Linked DNA regions of Rattus norvegicus: region 1 is linked to region 2. Evidence: chromatin contacts called from public Hi-C data. All regions are on one chromosome and are shown on one strand. The core of a region is the stretch at or near the end of the contact, and the rest is flanking DNA. Distances in the headings are between cores, read along the strand shown.

What was found. Hi-C and Micro-C count contacts between places; a contact is called where the count stands out from the background.
Region 1: a Hi-C map of the A7r5 cell line shows a contact between it and region 2, with 3 times the contacts expected there. The contact joins two enhancer-like sites. A contact is called at or near these places in 5 of 12 Hi-C or Micro-C datasets (the A7r5 cell line, the Rat2 cell line, kidney and 1 more).

What each region holds. Positions count from the first base shown.
Region 1 is chr16:62,283,188-62,289,547 of GRCr8, reverse strand. The region is part of intron 5 of Dlc1 (DLC1 Rho GTPase activating protein); the gene reads right to left. Among named protein-coding and RNA genes, the nearest start is that of Trmt9b, 210 kb to the left of the region's middle. Within about 2 kb of position 2,402, at least 28 of the 93 cell types and tissues checked have an H3K27ac peak or open chromatin away from gene starts, as enhancers often do. A contact at or near this core is called in the A7r5 cell line, where this site is marked.
Region 2 is chr16:62,239,564-62,245,700 of GRCr8, reverse strand. All of the region lies in intron 5 of Dlc1 (DLC1 Rho GTPase activating protein), which reads right to left. Among named protein-coding and RNA genes, the nearest start is that of Dlc1, 250 kb to the right of the region's middle. Within about 2 kb of position 3,635, at least 9 of the 93 cell types and tissues checked have an H3K27ac peak or open chromatin away from gene starts, as enhancers often do. A contact at or near this core is called in the A7r5 cell line, where this site is marked.

The DNA of each region.
Region 1 (6,360 bases), core at 1,153-3,652, 45 kb before region 2:
CGAATAACTGAAACCTTAGAGAGTAAAACTGCAGAGAATGGAGGACCGTTGTGCTTCAGGGAAGTCAGCTGTATTATTCGTTGACTCGGGATAGAACTAGGTTTGGGAAATTAGATGCCACACAATTTTGGAAATCGCCCTCTTTAAGGCTACACAGGAACGAGGAGATGGCTCAGCTGGTAAGGTGTTTGCTATGCAAGCATAAGGACCTGCGTTTGACCCTTGCTGGAAGACAGAGATGGGTAGAATCCTGAAGCTCACTAGCAAGGCAGCCTAGCTTAATTGCCTAGCTCCAGGATTCCAGTCTCGAAATGATGTGCATGATGATGCTATCTATGGAATGACCAATGAGGTTGACCTCTGGCTCTCCACACATACTTGCATATATACTTCATGTATGCTTATATGCATGGTATGTACACATATACATACATACAAAAACACTCAAGTAAGACAATGCAATTACGAACACAGCATTGAGTATGAAAGTGATTTAGAATAAGAAAAGAAGTTATAAGGGTCTTCCAGACATGAGCTTTCACTCCTTTCCTTCTGATAGCTCTGTTGACAACTCCCAGGCATGATCTTACAGAAATGCTTCTTGATTCCAACCAGACCTCCCCTCTTGCCTGGTATGACACAGTACAGGTCCCTTCAAGAGTCCAGCTCATCTTAGGATCTGTGCATGCTAAGCTTCATTATGGGTGAAAGGTCCAAATTCATATGTTGAAGTCCTACCCCTGCCTGCACAGTCAGAACACAGTCTGATTTGGAGATAAACTCCTTAAAGGGGTGATTGATGTGACCGTTAGATTCTTTCAAGCTTCATGCCTTTGCCCAGAAGCTTGTCTTCTGTTGCAATCCAACCTATCCTAGCCTTCCTTGTGGTGAAACCTCCCACGCTCAGAGTATACTAATAACCGATTGGCTGTCATTTACTTTGCTATGGGCAGCCACATTTCATCATGGCTACGCATGCTGGTTGTCCTGGAGTATTACTTTGGATTTTGATCCTACAGCTTCTTCCTTATTGGCTAAATCTTTGGAAGACCACTAGGATGGTATCTTAGGTTAAATTCAGGTGTTAGAAAAATTCCTTGAACAATATTTTTTTTTTGAGATAGGTGGATGGAGACTCATTTAATTTTTTTGAAGTCTTCTAGATGTTAGTTTTGAAGTTAAAAGATAATGAAATTCACTACACTTAACTGATTGATAGTCTATTACAATACCTGCATTGAACACGTAAAAGCTGTGTCAGAGTGAAAGTTATTTTGGCGTTAAGGCTGAAATCCCCCACTGCCTCCCACTAATTCACTTATCTCTTCTTCTGTTGTGGCAACCCAATCCTGGTTATTGCCTTCTGTTTTTCTACGGCCTACGCCAGCAACGGAAGTTCACAAGAATATCTTCCAAAACCCTTTGGCCAGAACTAAAGGAAGTGAGTACACTCAAGGGTAGAGGATGATTCAATCTCTCTGAGTGCTCAAGTCTTGGTACCCCTTCAGAAACCATTGAAAAGGATGCCAGCAAGCTGTAATTACTATGGTGCTCCCTGGGAGGTGGAGGCCTGCCAGTACTCACTGGATCTCAACCAACAATTCATTTCTAGTGAGTCACTGAAGGAAATGAGTATCTAGTTTGGCCATTTTTTAGGGAATATCTAACACCCTTAAAAATCCAAATGTGTGCTTGATACAAAGATTTATAAAACTATACTTATCATTATGACATGTGATATGTATGATACATGATATATACACACAAATAATACACATATATGTATACACACATGTATAACATATGCCATATATATGTATATACATGTATGTATGTATGTATGTATGTATGTATGTATATATTATATGTGTGTATATATAGTTTCTGGCAGGCCTGGAACTAAGTAGGCCAGGCTGGCTGTGTGTCTGCTTCCTGAGAGATGGGATTAAAGGCATGGGTCACTATGTCCTAGCCTCACCAGCATTTTAAATGGAGGCTTAAATATGCACTAAAGATAGTATTGCATTAGAGATTTATGACAGAGAAAAACCAAATAAGAATGCACTTGGTTCATACAAGTCTGCATCGAGTGATGAAGCCTTATTTCCCTACTGAGAAACTATACCTGTATTCAAAGGTATTTCTCAAATGTCACAATCTTCCACAGAACAAGGATCTCCTGGATGAGGGGGATCCAGTACTCTTCTCAGGAAAGCAGGCTGCTTTTGCAATCAGAACAGCTTCCAAGGTTCTGAGGCCAATAATGGCCCGGAATGATTTAACATCACCTTCGGAAACTTCCTTGGGAGCCGAGTGGGTAGCTATGAATCACCACGCACCCTCTGTACACGTCGTTACCGAGCTCCTCGGACTATTATAGGAAAGTCATACTTCGCATTTTTTTGGGTAAGAAATGCTTTTCCTGATGGCATCAGACTGTCTGGGAGTCGAAGTTGCAGCAGCCCCTGGTGAGCAGTGTACCTTGGGTTTGGATGGATTCCAGACGTATCTGCAAATGCTGTTTCGAGCTTCAGTCAACATACCTGATCAGGAATATGGCCACAGGCAGAAGTCGTGCCTCTGGCAACGAGGAGAGAGCTTTCTTTCATTCTCGTGATTTCAAAGAAAACATTGAACTAATTTTTAACTCCTTCATGGTTGATGAGAAGTCGTATTGGTGGCCTGAACTTAACTTCTCTCAGTGTGGCTAAGACTGTAAACCTAGGAGAATCAACCCAATTCCCACTGACTGAATATGGGTCTCTGATTTGCTAAGGCTGTTGCACATTAACTGGGCCAAAGTTCATACCATGACACATTATCGAAGAGGGGGGGAGTTAGTGGTAAGCCCCAAATCCTTGTGTTTTAGTCCCATGTATATACTGCATTTTCTGTGTAGCTTCAGTGCTGGACAGGTTCCCTGAGCCATCTGTTGGGGCTGATGGATCCACTTTGTCAGCAACTGCAGATGACAATCATTTTGTGGTGAGATCAAAAGCTGCCGTGTTTCTCAATTGAACGTGTTCTCACAGGCAGCCGCTGATGCATGAGTCTGTATCAGGCCTTCGTACAGACAAGCGAACAGCTCCTGTCAGTGGTGACTGCTCAAGCTAAAGGGACTGTGAGTGCCACTCTTTGCCGCCTACATCTATAGGACGTGAAGCTCAGTGGGTGGAGCTGAGGATGCCTAATTCATAGAAAAGTATTTCAAGAACATTTATCATCATTGTCGTCGTCGTCGTCGTCATCGTCATCGTCGTCATCATCATCATAGTTTCTTTGTGTGGATGAAATTCTTCTGTGCAGGAATTTGGCTCTTTAAGTGTAACCTTAAACAGTAGTATATGACCTATAGGTTAAAGCCAATTGGAAACAAGTTTCAGAATGAAATAAAAGATTTGTCCCTCCCTTCTTTGTCCTTCTTTCTTCCTTCGCTCCTTTCCCTCCCTCCCTTCCTCTCACTTTCTTTGTGTTCTCTTGAGCAGACTTCACGATGTGCTTCAGGTTGGCCTTGATTTTGAGTTGCTTCTGCCTCAGGCTTCCAAGTGCTAGGGTTACAGGTGTGCCTCCCATAGATTACCTGGAAGATTTGTTCTCTAACTCTACTCCTTCGGTGGACGCCACAGTCCCAACTGACAGGCACACCTCTGAAGGTGACAGCTTCATGGCAGGGGCGTGAGTAAGGAGCCTCATGGACATTTTATTTTTCATTGATTATTATAATCACTTAACAAATAAATGTACTGTACATCAAGAAGAATAGAAAGGAAATAGCATAAGAATGGAGAATAGTTTTGGAGTAATATGAGAATTCAGCTTTATAAAACATATACTACTTAGATGGACATTACAGAATAGAACTAGCCTATTCTTCACTCATATACACTCATGTACACGCATGCACAGCACACAGATGTGGACTGGAAAAGGAAATATCAACTCACAACGTGGTTAGTTGGATAAGGGAGTTAGGATGAAGCGTGTGTTCTTTAAGTTATTTACTATATTATGTTTGTTAATTAAATATTTTAAATTAGATAATAAGTTATTACTATAACTTTAGTCATGGTGTTTTATTTCCTTATGTTAAAAAACGATAATGCAAATATTACATGATATTTTATGTTTCAATTTTGGATGTGGGGAGCCTGGATATTTGCTTTAATATTACTGTGCATAGGTGACTGCCCTCTCTGTGTCTGTGCTGCTGCTGCTGCTGCTGCTGCTGATTATTATTATTATTATTATTATTATTATTATTAACTTGTTTGTTTATTTTTGTCAACTCAACACTAAATAGGGTCATCTGGGAAGAGGAAATTTCAGTTGAGAAAGTGCCGGCTGTAAGAAAGCCTGTGATGGTATTTTCTTGGTTAATGATTGGTGTAGAAAGGCCCCTGCTACTGTGGGGAGTGTCACCTCTGGGCAGCTGGTTCTGGGTTTTATAAGAAAGCAGGCTGACTAAGCCAGTAGGCAGCATCCTCCTTAAATCTGCACTTCAGTTGGTGCCTCTGGGGTCCTGCCTTGACTTTCCTGTTTCCTTGCTGATGGACTGTGACCCGTTAGCTGAAATAAAGCCTTTCCTCCCTAGCTTGCCTTTGGCCATGGTATTTCTCACAGTAACAGGGGAAGCAAATTCAGTATGTGGTTACAATCCTGACTTTTCTCATCCCAGCATGCACCTCTCTGTTGCCCGTCATTGCCAATCCATTGGCCATTTTCTGGGACCTCTGAGGACCATTCTCTTATCAAGGACATCTCCAAAGTATACTATAAACAAGGCCTGATGTTCATGATTCCTCCCATGGACAGAAGCCTCTGTAGTTAGACCAAGGACCCCTGTGTTTCTACAAGTCTTCAGTTTTACCCCTTACTCTCTTCTGTTTCTTCCACAGCTCATATTTCCTCTGAAACTAGAAGAAAGCTCCTCTCAGGGAAACTGAGCAGAAAAGCTGATGACCTTTCGGGGCCAAGAGAATATCCCCTCCCTTCGGAGACCATTCGGATTGCGGTAGCTTTCATCATTTTAAAGCCCCGCATGAGGCGTTTGCTAGTCACCTTCATAGCATACATATTTTGAATATTTTCAGCTGCGAAAGCGTCTTTTCTAAGCAAGTCATGACGTAAGTGCTGCCTGTCTTAGCTTCTGCAGGAACACTCCCAGCCCAGGCTTGAAAGGTGAGGAAAACATTCTAGTGGCCAGGGAGGTTAGGGGCCAAGCAGGGCTTCGGTTTTGATTCCACTGCTCCTGAGAAATCGAACGCTACCCCGGGGTTTTCCCCAGCTCATGGAGCTGGCCTTTCTAAACGTTGCCTCAAGTGTGTGTTTATATAAAACGAAAAGATCCTAAGTCAAAGATATGAATGAAGATTTAAAAAAAAAAACAGGTGAAAAATGTTTATCTATGAAACATTTATTTCCCCTTTTGTTTACTTCACGGTTTTAAATTAATTTCGGGAACAGTTTCCAACCTCACTCAGGCTTTGGGGGTAAAGGCAGCAACGTGTCATTCTTAGAGCTTTAACACTTCTGGAAGCTACAGTCAATCTCACTTAAAATGTCCATGTTAGATAAACTGGCGGCAATTCTTCAGTGTCACACACAGTGGCTTGCCTCTGTTTATTAAATTCCCTCAGCTTGCTTTCATTTTACAAGAGAAAATGAGAATTACTGCTTAATAAATGTATCTTGTGGCCAAAAAATTCAGAATATGAGCTCTGTGGGTGGTGAATCACAAAGGGAGTAATTCGGATTTTTAAAATGTGGTGGGAACTTGAAATGATTTCAGTATTTATTGTAAATAGGACACATAATCTACTCTGACTTCAGGCACAGCCAAAAGACGACCTTCAGGAGAGCCGATGACAAGGACATACTAGTTCCAAGCATCTTCTGTGGCCTGACTGTGGCTTCAGAGTGATGATGTATTTCTCTGAGAACAAAGTGTTTATTTCATTTAAATTGATCCTCCTGCCTCTGCCTCCTTCAGCAAATCCTACCGGCGTGGGCCACCACAACCGGCTTCATTTAAATTGAAAAGGGATCAAGTCCAGTTAAGACTGGAATCTTCTGGATGCTAAGGACAACTTCAGAAGGGAGAATTGGGAGCAGGGTCTGGGGAACTAATCTTTAAAATATGTGCTCAGATAAAAATCTGTGGTCCTGAGGACAGAGCTAAACACATCCACCGTCCACATGAACTCAGAGCTCAATTCTTCCCTCACAAATCACTTTTCGCCAATCACTTTGGACAGGTACAACTGTGCAGGTAAACAGTCGGGTTCAGATGCAATGGCTTCAAAATTATCAGGACCTATAGGATGCTCTTTACATTGGATGTGGGCAATGCTTTTACAGACT
Region 2 (6,137 bases), core at 2,386-4,885:
TAAAATACTTAAAACTGAACTCAAGCATCAGAAGGAATGATAAAGCCACTTTTGAGGATTCTTGAGATTATAGAGACTTATTCCTGCTGCTGTAACAAAATACCCTGGCCAAAGCTGTTCTGGAAAGTAGACAGGCTTTATCTCAGCTTAACAATCTAGGGTCCAGTCTACCACAGTAGGGGAGTCCAGCAGCATACATTTGGGGGAGCCATTCTCTCCATCTCACAACCTGATATAAATCAAAGAATGTACACATGCCTATGTTCAGTGAGTTTTCTTTTCCATTCAGTCCCGGGCCATGACTAGGAAATGGGGCCACCCACCTTGAGGGTGGGTCTTCCTAGCTCAATTAGCTCATTTAAGAACATCCTCACAGCCATACCCACAGGCCAATCTGATATAGACAATTCTCCAATAGGATTTTCTTCCCAGATGAGTCTAGATTGTGTCAAGTTGACAATTAAAACTAATTATCAAAGAGACCTTGACTCTACCAAGCCTTTAAAAAGCAATGTTGTCTCAGGTTCAGTGATGGAGGCCTTAGGTTAGACTTCCAGAGTACTAACTGATAATTACCAGAAACAATGATGCTTTGCATGGTAATAACAGAACAGACCGCTTTCCCCTTTTCTGAATTCTGAGTCATACTAAAAATTTTTTTCTCTTTGTTGGTCATCCAGACAATTCTCATTAGTTTGCAGTCTACTTTCCTTCAATCAATACTTTGTCTTCTTTATCATTAGGAAAATTAAGATCACCAGGGATGAATCTCTTCAATCACCAGCCGCATCTGAAATTTTTATGGCAATCACAAAGTGCTATTTCTTTCTTCCTGTGTTTTGTCCCCCTTGACCATCTCATTTGCTTTGATAAGCTGATGACTCCCAAATTGACATCTTTGATCCTACCTTCACCTTATACACCTTCCTCCCTGGTCCTGTGCATGTGGACAGCTTCAGGTTCTGCCCACTCTCCATCTGTTCTCTGACTTGTTCCCCTTCTGAAATCTGTCTGGGGAAACACCAGTCTCATAAGCATCTGTTGTGTGGCTCTTAGTTAAAACCTTCAGTCTCCAAAGAAAGCTCCTTAAGAAATAAGATGTACTGAAGAATGGTGAAAGACTCCATCCTGCAGGGATGTTCTAAATTCCCGGAAGTAAACACTCCGTAGCTTCAGGATATCCCTGAAACTGACCAGATTCATTAGAGCCTCTAACTAGGACTCTATAGGCAGTTCCTGATCTGGGAGGAGTGGATGTTTGTTCATATCTTCTCAGGATGGCATCACACAGATCCAGACTAGCATCATTAGGTAATGAGTGTCTCTCCACAACCTTCAACTAAGGTTCCTTCCTGTTAGCCTGACACTCAAGACTTCTCATGGTCTTCCCTCTGCAGATTCATCTGCCATTGTTCACCCTTCACCCTACCAAGCATTCCAACCCAGCCAGGGCTTTTGTTTCTACTACTTGAAACCTCCATTGTCTTTTCCACACTATCTTCCATGCACATTATGATTAAGAACAACACATTTCCTCGGTACTCCTGTTGTGTCTTGGTCATATCTGTTTCTCAGCACCTGTGTGAACGGAACCATCTCCTGGATTTCTTCCTGCCCACACTTATTCTGCTGAGTTTCATATCCAGAAATCTTGTTGAGCAAAGAGCTCTCAAAGAGCAGGCCCAGTCTGGTTTCCAACCACATTCAACATAAAGACACCCACAAAGCACTAAGGTATAACAGGTCAGGTGGCCCCCTCCCTTCTCACTTTGTGTGACAACATTCCATCACCCAACACCCACTTACACACCAGTTCTTTATCACATATATCTGAGTCCCTATTTAAATATTGGGAGATAGTCTAGAGAGTAGGGCTGCGTCCCTCAGGATGGAGCACGGTGCCTTGAACATATTTATAATATTTGTGGAGTGAATAAGGTAGTGTCCTAAGGCCAATGCATCCCATCATGTCGATCATAAATACTGTTCATTCCTGTTGTGTTGACAGTACATAGCCCCACCTAGAAGTGACCCTGGATTGCAAAACAGTGATGAATGAAACTCAGACTGAGCGTCTCTCTTTAATACCTGCTGAAACAGACTCCCCTGTTAACAAGCATACCGTGCAGATATGCTGGGCACTCGACAGCATTGCAGAGATTCACCTGCTGCTCTACAAAAAAAAATTGTTGCTTGTGGACGTTTCTAAAGTATGACCATTGAAAACATCAGAGATAAGAGGCAAATATACTGCTGAAACGATGACAAGAATTCATTACTTGGTGGGATGCCAGATGAAAGTCAGCTCCAGTTGTTCCATTAACAGTGAATGATTCAGATAAACTGCCAAACATTGCTATCTGCTTGTGCAATTTGGCACTGTTGTTGTTACCAGGACAGAATTACAATTCGCAAAGCTAGTCCAGCCAATAGTTTGCCATATGATTTCAACTATAGGGGATACGATACCTTTCAAGGAGAGGCATACAATATGTAATTATAGTAATTAACATGCATTTAGAAGTTCCATGATGTCAGTGCTTCGATTCTAGTGACTCATTTAACCCTCACAATTTATTCATGTAGGCCCCATATCATAGATGAGGACAGCAGAACACACGGAGGTGAAATAACTTGCCCATTGTTACCCACTCTGTGACAAATTAGAGTAGAGATTCTCATCCTAAAAGAGCCTTGCTCTCAACTTTCACATGTTGGTGTTTCTCACAGGCTCTGTGCCTAACTATCTGAGGAGGACACAACTGCTTGGTTTTGAAAGTAACATTAGAAATTTGGATCATGCAAGTACAAAGAAAAGACCTTGTTTATCTCCGAGACCATACATTATCTTACAGCTTGCAGTGACATGTGGATAATTTCTAAAACTATTGTCATGCTTTGCCAATGTCGTTACTAGCACTGTGGAACTACCTGGAGCTGCTCAAAGCCCAGAAGCACTTGGTCATCTGCATTTACTAGAGTGGGATGTGGTTTACAGGTAGGAAGCTAGTATATAACTTGTAAGTACTTAGCTAGAGTTCTGCAGTAGCTGGAGACGGTACATCTACTCTCTACAACTACTGGGCACAAAGCAAAGTACAAGTCATTTGGAATTGAGGCTCCTAGAAAACAGGGACAGGTTTACTCTTGGTCACGAGTGTGCATTCGTACAGGGCATTTCATTAGGCAGGTGAACTGTGTCCTACACGGTGTGGTCCAATCTTGCTTCCTTCCTGTTTCCCTGCTTTGTTCTTTCCTGGTCTTATTTCCCACATCGTGGTATTCCCTGATATTTGCATCAGTTTCTACATCTGTTGGTCCTAAGAGACACATGTATTTGCCCTCAGCCTCTCTTCTCTTATAGTCTTATCTTGCTCTTATAGCCCATTCCACCGTAGGAGAATTAATTCTCTTACTCTGAGTGACTACTTATTAAAGATCGTTTTGTCTTTGTCTTTAATACAACTATATGTGTGTATCTATATGTGTGGTTATGCATATGAATACAGAGCCTGTGAAAATACAGAGCCTGTGAAAACCAAAAGAGGATGTCAGATTCCATAGAATTGGAGTCATACACAGTTGTGAGTTGTCCCACATTGCTGCTTGGGATCAAACTCAAGTCTTCCGCAAGAGCAGTGTGTGTTCTTAGCCATTGAGTCATCTTGCCAGCTCCCGGAGCTGCAATTTCTTAAGTGGGACTCTGAAAATGGAGGCCAGTGACACTCCGTCCATCACTCTAGCCTCTAGTTTATTCTTATTAAGGACTCCAACTCCAGGTTCATGAATTTTCCCTTCCCCGCAGCAGCCCTCCCCAAGGTGGGGATCCTGTAAACACTTTTCGTGTTTGTTTATTTTTTGACACAGGCTTTCTCTGTATAGCTTTGGCTGTCATGGAACTCACCCCGAAGAACTCAGAGATCTACCTACTACTGCCTCCTGAGGGCTGAGATGAAAGGCATGTGGCACCACTGCTCAGCTAGACTCATTTTTAACAAGCTCTGTTGTCACCACTGTACTGAGAGTGTTGACGGAATCTGCTGTGCTATATCTTAGGCCCCCAAATATCCCCCAAAAGGCCAAATTCTAAAAGGATTGATGGCCAGACTTTGGTAGAACTGATACGTAGTAGTAGAACCTTGATGTGGTAGAACCTATTTAAAGAGGCGGGGCTTAGTGGGAGGAAGTTAGGTCATTGGGAATATAAGGATATTGGGACTACACTTCTTTTGCTTTCTATCCTTCTTTATTACATGTTTCTATCCTGCTATGCAGTCCCATCAGAGGCCCCCAATCAGAAAGCCATCATGCCTGGCACCCTCCCAAACCACAAACCAAAATTAAATTTTCTTCTTGTTTGATTTACTCCAAGTATTTGATATATCCACGCAGAGGTGACTAACACTCCTGGTTTTGCAGACATCCCTTACCATGTTCTCTCCTACCACTACGGTCCCCGCTGACGTCTGCAAATCTGTGGCAGAGGGGATATGAACCTAGGCAAGAGTCCCTGTCACTTCTGTTTTTCAGTCCATCTAGAACTAGTGTCTTAGGGGTTTTTCTTACCCCCTTTCCAGAGGCGCAACCTCATTCTTTTGCTCTTCTTGCCCTTATTTGCCATCCTCTGTAGCTTCTCTTCAGATTACACACATGTGTAAATATGTCCCGTGCTGATTAAATACAACCCAAATAAAAACAACAGCTATTAATAGAGAGCCAAAACATGCTCCAAAGTAGCTATCTGTCAGTCCAGACCATTCCCCATTAGCACTCTTTCTCCTTTTCAGGCACACAGTTTCAAACTCCAGGAACCCACTGAGGCCAGTTCTTCCTTCACCTATTTGGCCATTTCTTGTCTTTCTAATCTTCCTGAAATAGAGTGTCATGGCGGCCGGCCAGACTGGGCGGAGTCTCTCACTTTGCCTTGAGACACTCTACCCATTTCCCATTGTAGTCTCTTCATTCTGTTTGAGTGGTGGATGATGAGACTCTTTAGAATATGGAATATGTCACTGTTATTGTGGTGCCCTAATTGCCTTGAATGGTGGAAGAAGACTGCTGAGTGTCTCTTAAAGAAAGGTTTCCCTGTAAAGTCCCATCAAATGCCTACTGCCTCTTTATGGCTTTAGTATACTTAATCACTTTTGTTCCAACACACTGCTGCTCCCTTGCAGAGCAAGGTTATTCTTACTGGCTCCCTAGCTTCTTCAACAGTCCCAGAGAGTTTGTTGTAGTTCACAGATGGCTCCTGGATGAAGCCAGCTGGTCAGTACAGCATTTCTCCAGCTCGCATAGTCTCCTAGACTTCTGGACTAGTTACACTGAAGAACTCCCACAGACACAAGACTAGACAGCTAGGCTAATTTTTCTTATCTAGAGTAAATCTATTAATCCACATCACCCATGACATCCTTCTATTTTTACATACATGCACGGGTATGTTAATAAGAACGTAAGAACAGATTAACCGATAGGACTTTATAGAGAATAGAGTTCTATGAAAGCTCATTGCATGTGATTTCCCACACTAATTAGAACAAGCAACCAAAAGAGCAACATTTTCTTTTCTTTTTTTCTTTTTTCTTTGCCCCACCCCCGGCACTATTAATTTTCTTATAAGTCCAAGTTCTAGTTGGTTTCTGGTGAGGGCTCATGACTGCTGCTTCTTCCTTGTCTTCTTACATAGCGTTTCCTCTGTGTTCTCCCCAGTGTTATCCTCCCTCCCTTCCTCCCTCCCTCCCTTCCCCCTCCCTTCTTCTCCCCTCGTTCTTTCCTTTCTTACATAGCTTTCCCAATTTAAAGGGAACTCACATTCCCTCTCATGGAGTTGTTAACTACTAACATATCAGGGGAATGACATATCTTCTAGTGATGTCCTTTTCAACCAGTCAAGAGCCTAGGATGTTGGATAGAATTATATTTGACTGCTTAACAGAGCTTTATGAGCACTAACCACTGGACAAATGTGCATATGGACCTGGAAAGAAATCTCTAATTTTGCTCGTGATCTTGTCCTAAGTATATGAATCAAATTAGACAGAATAGTTTATTAAAATCTCCAGAGGTTGGGGCTAGAGAGATGGCTCAATGGTTGAGGTAGGACTGCTCTCTTCCAGAGTATCAGTGTTCGATTCTCA